Linked DNA regions of Mus musculus: region 1 is linked to region 2. The links are chromatin contacts, called in public HiChIP or PLAC-seq maps. All regions are on one chromosome and are shown on one strand. Each heading gives the region's core, a stretch centred on a gene start, on an enhancer-like site or on the middle of the called end of the contact. The rest is flanking DNA. Distances are from core to core; before and after follow the strand shown. Region 1 overlaps Tg (thyroglobulin). Region 2 overlaps St3gal1 (ST3 beta-galactoside alpha-2,3-sialyltransferase 1).

Region 1 (3,688 bases), core at 972-3,471, 380 kb before region 2:
AGACATGCTACGTCTCAGGCCACCATGCCCAATAGGACCAGGAATCTGTGTTCTGAGAAGCAGTTCCAATAATTCTTAAACCAGTTGCCTGCTAGGTTGGAAGAGAGGATAGCAATATCGGTTGTCATAGAAACAAAATACCTCCTAGGACTGTTAGGTCAGATAGCACCAAGGCTGAGACCTGCACCTACACAGTGATTCAAGGACAAGGGATGCACTGTCATTGTAATCATTCTCATCTTACAGCTGATGGGAAACAGGCACACAGGAGTTAGGTCACTCCTAAGGAGGCACCTGGGCCTAAAACCAGGCTCTGGAAGTCTTAGCCACTCTCGTACTCTCAGATATGCAGAGAGAATTTTGGATGATATTGTATTATTTTTAAAAAACTCCTGCTGATACCCAGAGCAATATAGTATGCATGTTATTCTTTGAAGAATTATATATGCCTTACTAAATTTTGGACTAGTGACAGAGAGTTTAAAATCTAGTGTAGAAAACACATAGGCAATCTGCGTGGCACACCCAACCAAAGCCTGGAAATACACTGCAGAATCTGGCAGAATTCCAGGGAGCTGAAGTAGCTTCTTTTGGTGGTAAACAGAATCAAACAGCTTATTTATGGGATGGCTGCCTCACAGATGGTCTTCATTATTCTGAGAGGCACGCAGGGTGAAAACAGGCATTTCAGGAAAGACGTGATAAGTTGGCAGCAGTAAGTCACTGAACTGCTTATGCTGAGCGTGTGCTTGCTGTGTGTGTTCAAGGAATGTGCCCTGGCTTGGCCTCCCTGCAACGGAGTCACAACGAAAGGCCTTTGAAGGATTTAGGCCTTTCATCTGCTCATCTGGCTCATCTGTTCCTCTGTGTGTGTGTGTGTGTGTGTGTGTGTGTGTGTGTGTGTGTGTGTGTCTGTGTGTGTGTGTCTGTGTGTGTCTGTGTGTGTGTGTGTCTGTGTGTGTGTGTGTCTGTGTGTGTGTGTGTGTGTGTGTGTGTGTTTATCAGTAGACAACGTTTTTGGGTATCATTCCCTAGTGCCTTCCAGTTTTTGTTTGCGACAGGGTCTCTCATTGGCCAGGGGTTTCACTGAGGCTAGCATAGCCGGACAATAAAGTTCCCAAGGATCTGCTTATCGCTACCTTACATTTCACCATCGCTGGAATTACAAGCATTTGCCTAGCTTATTGAATGGGCTTAATGGAACAAACTCAGGTCCTCACATTTGTGAGGCAAGAGTTTGCCAACTGAACAATCTCTCTAGCCCAAGCTTTGGGTTTTCAATTCAGTCGTGTGTGTGTGTGTGTGTGCTATGCATATATGCTACATGTATGTTTCTGTGTGTGTGCTATGTGTATGTATATGGTGTGTGTGTGGTATCATATATATAGTGTTTGTGTGTTGTGTATGTATGTAGGCATGAATGTGTGTGTGTGTGTATGTGTGTGTGTGTGTGATGTGTGTGTGTGTGATGTTCTATGTGTATGTTTGTGTGGTGTTGGAGATATGTGTGTGGGGTCTGTGATATATATATACACACACACACACATATGTGTGTGTGCGTGTGCATGTGTATATATATGTGTGTGTGTGATGTTGTATGTGTGGTATCTGTGTATGTATATATGTGGTGTATGTGAGTATGTATATATATATATATATATATATATATATATATATATATATATCTGATGTGTGTGTGTGTGTGTGTGTGTGTGTGTGTGTGAGTGTATGTTCTAAACTGGGGATTTTTTTTTCCAAGTTCCAACTATCTGGTCATTCACTTGTATGTCCCATGGCAATCCTCAGTAGGGTGCATTTCTTTTGTTTATCAGCTAGCTACTAATGTCACAGTTGAATAAAGCAGAGACCTGGACCAAGGTTATCCAGGCTTAGATCTGATATCGAAAGCTAATGTGGGTAGGGTCCTAGTTTAGGAATCTACAACTCAGTAGACTCCACTTCCTTTAAACAGGAAGCACACCAAAGTCTGCTTTTCAGTGTTATTTTCATGATCCTTTGGACCACCTGCTGAGGCAAACAACCCAGGGAATGCAGGTCAAACTCCTGAAAGCAGAAAATGCTTTCAAGTCATCTGTGGTTATTGCAGCAAATTGCTTGGCATCTCTGACACTTTGGAATTCCATTCCTCAGATGTCACTGCATTCCTCACTTCTGGACTTGGTCTGAATGCCAGCTCATAGCAAATTCCACTTCAAAGATGGCAAAGGAGAGATGTCAAAAGGCTACTGGAGAGAGGACCAGAGGGTTGAAGGAGGGGTGGTGTGGCCAGCCATGACTTAGTAGTGGTCCTCACGTGATATAACCACAACCTTGGGATATGTCCTCTACCACAAAGCACAACCTACCAGGCAGATGGGAGGCATCAGTCCAGGTGCTGAGTGCAAAAGTTGCAAAGCTTTCCATCACCGAGGCCAAGGTGTTCCCCAGCTAGCTGAGGTGATAGATGTGGGCATCACCAAAGCAAAATAAGCCTGCATTTCGTCACCTTCATAGAGTCAAGGGATTGTAGGGCTCCTATGCTCAGTTTCTAGAAACTAGCTAAGTTCTATCTAAGATCACTTACCCCATCCAGGGCTGATTTCTGGTGCCCACATCAAATGAATATCCCTACCACTAACCCTACAGAACACCAAGAAATGGTTTTATACAATCTGAGCCCATGGCAGATATTTTTCCCCTCAAACTACCAGGGGTGTGTGCTGTATGAGAGTGTTCATTGAGAGTGCTGGGTTTCTGTTTAGATTATGAGTCTGAGACTGAACAGAGAAAAAAATGAGGAGTGTTTACCACCAAGAGGAGAGGGTGGAAGAAATCTAATTTTAGCCAGTGTGGCACCAGAGGATGAGAACTTGCCAGAAAATAGAGAAGCCTCTAGCTTTAGTGGGAGGGGAGAGTAGTGGGGGAAAGGAGAGGATATGAGGCATTATCATGGTCAAAGTACATGATAAATGTCAATGAAAATTTTCTTATAAAGTCCATCATTACATATAGTGACTATATGTCAATACAAATTTTAAAGAACCATTAATAACATCAGCAATAAGTCAAATAAGAAAATCTGCCAACAACTGGATATGTATCAAATGGGAAGGATCCAGAAGGTAACACTGTGAAGTATTGCTATCATTTAATTGCTAGCTCCAATTAGTTTTTACAATTAATGATTTATGTATTTGGTGTGTGTGTGTGTATGTGTGTGCATGTACATGTGTATGTGCATGCTCGTGTGTGTGTATGTTTGTGTGTGCATGTGTGTGTATGTGTGTGTATGTGTGTGGGTGTAGCCTGAACATACATGGCACCATGAGCATGTGAAGTCATAGGACAACTTGATTAAGTCAATTCTCTCTTTCTAACATGTGGGATCTGGTGATCAAAGTTAGGACATCAACTTTGATGGCATGTAATCTTACTTACATCCTCTTGGTCCCAGCTTCATTAAGGATATCAGAATCTCGGCAGTGTTTGATATCAGGAAATCCACACAATGAGACCGCCTAAAAACCTTGTTGTTTTTGTCGTTGTCGTTGTCTTTGTTGCTGTTGTTAACCGTTTTGGTTATCTTCCAGTGACATAGGCTTGTGACCCTTCCCATATTAGTCTGTTTTGTTTTGAGTTAGATCCCTGAAGTCTAGCCAGCTCTGGTTTTACACCCAAGTGTTGGAGT
Region 2 (3,836 bases), core at 1,244-3,743:
CTCTCTCCAGACTTGTGCCACAAGCCTCAGGGGCTCTCTGTGGGCTACAGTGGGGTTGCTCCCATTTGTTTGCTTTTCCTGCTTTCAGGCCTGAGCTTTGCCTCCTCATCCACCTGACTTTGTCACTGCTGTGCTCTCTTGTCACCATGGACAAAGTCACTCTGGCTGCTCTGCCACCCTGGCACCCTGAAGCCATATACTATGAAATTATGAACCAAAGTAAACCCAACCTCTCTCAAGTTGTTTCCTGGCTGGTCTGCTGTCACAGCCCAAAACAAAACAAACAAACATCAAAGGACCGAAGACAATGGTCAGAGCCTGAAGCTTAGCCTTTTAGTTTCTCAGTTGCTGTTTCCTGCTTCTTAAACTATGAACCTCCGAAGCTTACACATGAGCAAATGCCCTGCAATGAGGGATAATGGTTAAGAGCCTAAGTCTCTTACCCCATGGTTTCCTTTGCTATGGACACAGCCTCTCAGTGTTGGACGTAGTGTCTGAAAATTTAATCTATCTCTCCACCCTTTCAAGCATATCTCCGTTTGTCTCACTGCTGCCCTGGGAGTCAGCATTCACCCTTTGCAGGACATAGGCAGCTTCATCTCCACTTTATCTTTTCTCTTCAGCCTACTTCACCTCCCATCCCTCAGCTGTCCCCACCCTTCAGACCTTGGCTGTTTCTCCCTGGAGTTGTCTGCTCTGCAGCCACTGTTGGACGTGGTGGGGAGAAAGGGTCTTACCCGTGTTAGACCCCGTGTCAGACAGGGAGGCTCCACTGAGTTTCAGCGTATCGCCCCTCTTTATAAACTTGAGCAGGTGGCTAGGCAGGAAAGAACAAAGTACCAACTGGGGCCTCAACAGCCTCTGCCCTGCCCAGAGGGGCCCAGAAACAGCTTGTTTATTATCTCTATGCTAGACATTCTTTTGATGGCAGCCTTGACTCAAGGCCCAATGACTTTTGGCCAAATCTTGTCTTTCTCATCACTGAAAAGTAGACCATCTCCAGGCCTCTGGGTTCTCGCTCACTGGCTTCATATAGCAGAACCAGAAACCAGAGAGTAAGACCCAGGGCAGCGGAATGCCTCGAACATGCTATAGAGAAGAGAGCGCCTTCTTCAAACTGCTCTCAAGCCCTGTCCTGATCAGTGGCTATTTGGTGCCACCTAGTCTTCTTATGGAAAGTGTTCAGTGGAGCCTGGCCAACAGCACCAGAGTAAAAACAGTCATAGAAGGCACACCACACAGTTCCTGTGCGTTGTGAGCCAGACTCTGAACTTCTCTGATCCTTGCTTCCTAAAACACTGTTGCTTCAGGCCAAGGTGGGAAGAATGACTGGCATAAAGGGGACCAGCACAGAGCACCGAGTGTAAATAACACCAGCCGTGGCTGTTTCTATTCCTTGAATCCCGGATGCTTCCTGTGGACAATGTACCCCAAGATGGCTGGACTGTCTCAAGGGCAAGTTTATTTAAAGGACCAAATGATACCAGGCATTAAAGAATACAAGCCAGGGACACCCTGTCTCAGTTCCTCTAGGTGGTGGCACCTGACTATTCGGTGCTTTCTGAGGCCCCGGGGAAAGTGGTCCTAACAGTGTGTGTGTGTGTGTGTGTGTGTGTGTGTGTGTGTGTGTGTGTGTGTTAGGGATCCCAGAACTAGAGATACAGCAAATAGCCAAACAGTGAGGCTGACCCAGTGAGCTAGCAGCTAGCTAGTTGACTGCCCAGGGGCTTCTCCACAGTGGTTTTACTTTCCAGTTTCCACCTGCCTGTCCCTCCGATTCCCTTCCCCCATGCTTAGGCGTACGAATGTACTGCCCTTTGGAGCCTGTGAGAGTACACCTCCCCCCCCCCCCAGGAGAGGCCCATCACCCTTATAACACTGGGCCCCAGGGTTGGATGGGGCCAACTGGTTCTTTGTACTTTGCAGTTCAGGGTCCTAGCTGCCACCTGTTAGACCTCTGATGAGTCCCGTGCACTGGGCTTTGACTAGAGCAAGTCTTTGTCGTCAGTTAGGCCTAGGGAATGTTGAGCCTACCTTTCCCAGGTGATAGGCCCTGTGTAGGTCATTCTACCTCTCTGCTGGGTTTGCTCCATAAGGCAGAACGGTCACTCTTCTTTAAGGGTCTATAGAAAGTACAAGCAGAGCCTCCTGGCATCTAACATGCATGGAAATGAGTTATCTTCATCACCAATGCACAGGTGATGGGATTGAGGCTTAGTGGGGAAGCCTTTGACTGAATCTACGCACCCAGGAACTGAACCGTGAATTTGAACTTGCTCCTCCCCTCAAATACGGTGCTTTCTCAGACTTGGAAATGAAAAGCCCAGACATCGCCCTGCCCTTCCTTTCCTGTCTCTGGCACATCTACTCTGTGCTAAGCAAGAAATTCCAGGAAGCAGATGCTGGCTCTGAAAGTTGCATCCCCTGAGCAGGATCTGGGGTTACTGTGTTCTCATACAAGGGTGTGCCTCACTTCTGCTTTAATCCCTCATTTGGAGAACCCACGGCCCAGTGAGTCAGAGCTGGAAAGCTCTTGGCTGGGGCTCGCCGGTGGAGGGGAATGCCGCTTGCTCAGGCTCCTGGGCCACTTATCACCAGCAGCTGAGGACTTCTCAGAGCATCTGCTGTTGACACTTGGTGACTAGCTTCCTCCCTGAAGATGTTGCTCAGTACAGCTGTCTGGGAAGCCTGGGAGACTGGAGATGTTGAAATCTTCCAGGTGAATTCTAGAACTTTGTGGTTAAAGTCAAAGCAAGGGGCAGCCAAGAGCTAGGGAGCTGTCTGCTTTTAAAATGGTTGAGTCCTACACAAAGGTATCACTGCTATATGCCAGCCGAGGACTTTTAGGGAGTCCTGTTTATTGCTGACCGGGACCCCCAATTGGGTCACTGTCTACCACAGTGAGGGGGTTTACCTACCCTCCTTCATACGCCCTCCCCCTCTAGTGATGCACTGCTCAGACAGCTCTGGAGTCTGTTAGTCGATGTCTGGGTTGATAGAAGAGTGAGCCGAGGCCTTCCTTCTGTCCTACCTTAGTGGTGGTGGCTGCAGGTGGCTTGACACTGCCCCGGAGGACATGCCTAAGGACTACCTTAAGGCTGAAGGTAGGTGTGTTCTGTGCTGACTTTCTGAAGCTTCCTGGTTTCAGGGTCCCAGCCAGAATGGCTTCCCTAAATGCCTGAGGTCTCACACCTCCTCGCTTTCCTCAACTTTGCAAGTGACTGGTCTCTGAGAAGCACTCGTTTTCTATCCATATTCTCAGACCGGATCCTCACTGCTTGCCTTACAGATCCCTAGGACAACTCTAACCAAGCCTGGCAGCTCCCATGCCTCTCCATTTTACCTCTACTTGGCTGGCCCATCCCAGACGGAGCTATCGCCTAACAGCCTTTGTGCGTAGTATACCCGGGTGTGATGGATCCTTTTCCTTGTCACATTGACTAGGTTTAGAATTTCCATAGAAGCACAATAAATCTTATGAATGCAGAAGGAAGTAGCTGGAGAAATGGCTCAGAGGTTAAGAGCACTGACTGCTCTTATAGAGGATCAGGGTTTGAATCCTAGATCCCACATTGGACACCATACACAGGCCCGTATGTAATCTCAGTTCTGAGGGATCTATGCCCACTTCTGACCTCTACAGGCACCTTCACATGCACACACACACACACACACACACACCACATACACACACACCCCACATACACACACATGTTTTTTTCTTTTTTTCAAAAGGATTTCTATGAAAAAGGTTCTCTAGAAAGGTTTAACTGAGCTGGGAAGACCTCTCCTGAATATAGGTGACATTATTCTGGACTGAATAAGGAGAAAGTCAC

What was found. HiChIP or PLAC-seq counts read pairs in DNA pulled down with a chosen protein or histone mark.
Region 1: a contact with region 2 is called in a FOXA1 HiChIP or PLAC-seq map of pancreatic cancer cells. The contact joins two enhancer-like sites. A contact is called at or near these places in 2 of 39 promoter capture datasets (the C10 cell line and cranial neural crest), 2 of 15 datasets of contacts at CTCF or cohesin (the NIH/3T3 cell line and large pre-B cells), 6 of 484 Hi-C or Micro-C datasets (bone marrow-derived macrophages, cardiomyocytes, cerebral cortex and 3 more), 4 of 115 datasets of contacts at active chromatin or transcription factors (embryonic stem cells, microglia and pancreatic cancer cells) and 1 of 9 other capture datasets (embryonic stem cells).

What each region holds. Positions count from the first base shown.
Region 1 is chr15:66,730,715-66,734,402 of GRCm38.p6, forward strand. The region is part of intron 27 of Tg (thyroglobulin); the gene reads left to right. Among named protein-coding and RNA genes, the nearest start is that of Tg, 62 kb to the left of the region's middle. Within about 2 kb of position 2,222, at least 94 of the 459 cell types and tissues checked have an H3K27ac peak or open chromatin away from gene starts, as enhancers often do. A contact at or near this core is called in the NIH/3T3 cell line, cerebral cortex and pancreatic cancer cells, where this site is marked.
Region 2 is chr15:67,114,413-67,118,248 of GRCm38.p6, forward strand. All of the region lies in intron 3 of St3gal1 (ST3 beta-galactoside alpha-2,3-sialyltransferase 1), which reads right to left. Among named protein-coding and RNA genes, the nearest start is that of Gm31400, 54 kb to the right of the region's middle. Within about 2 kb of position 2,494, at least 148 of the 459 cell types and tissues checked have an H3K27ac peak or open chromatin away from gene starts, as enhancers often do. A contact at or near this core is called in the NIH/3T3 cell line, cerebral cortex and pancreatic cancer cells, where this site is marked.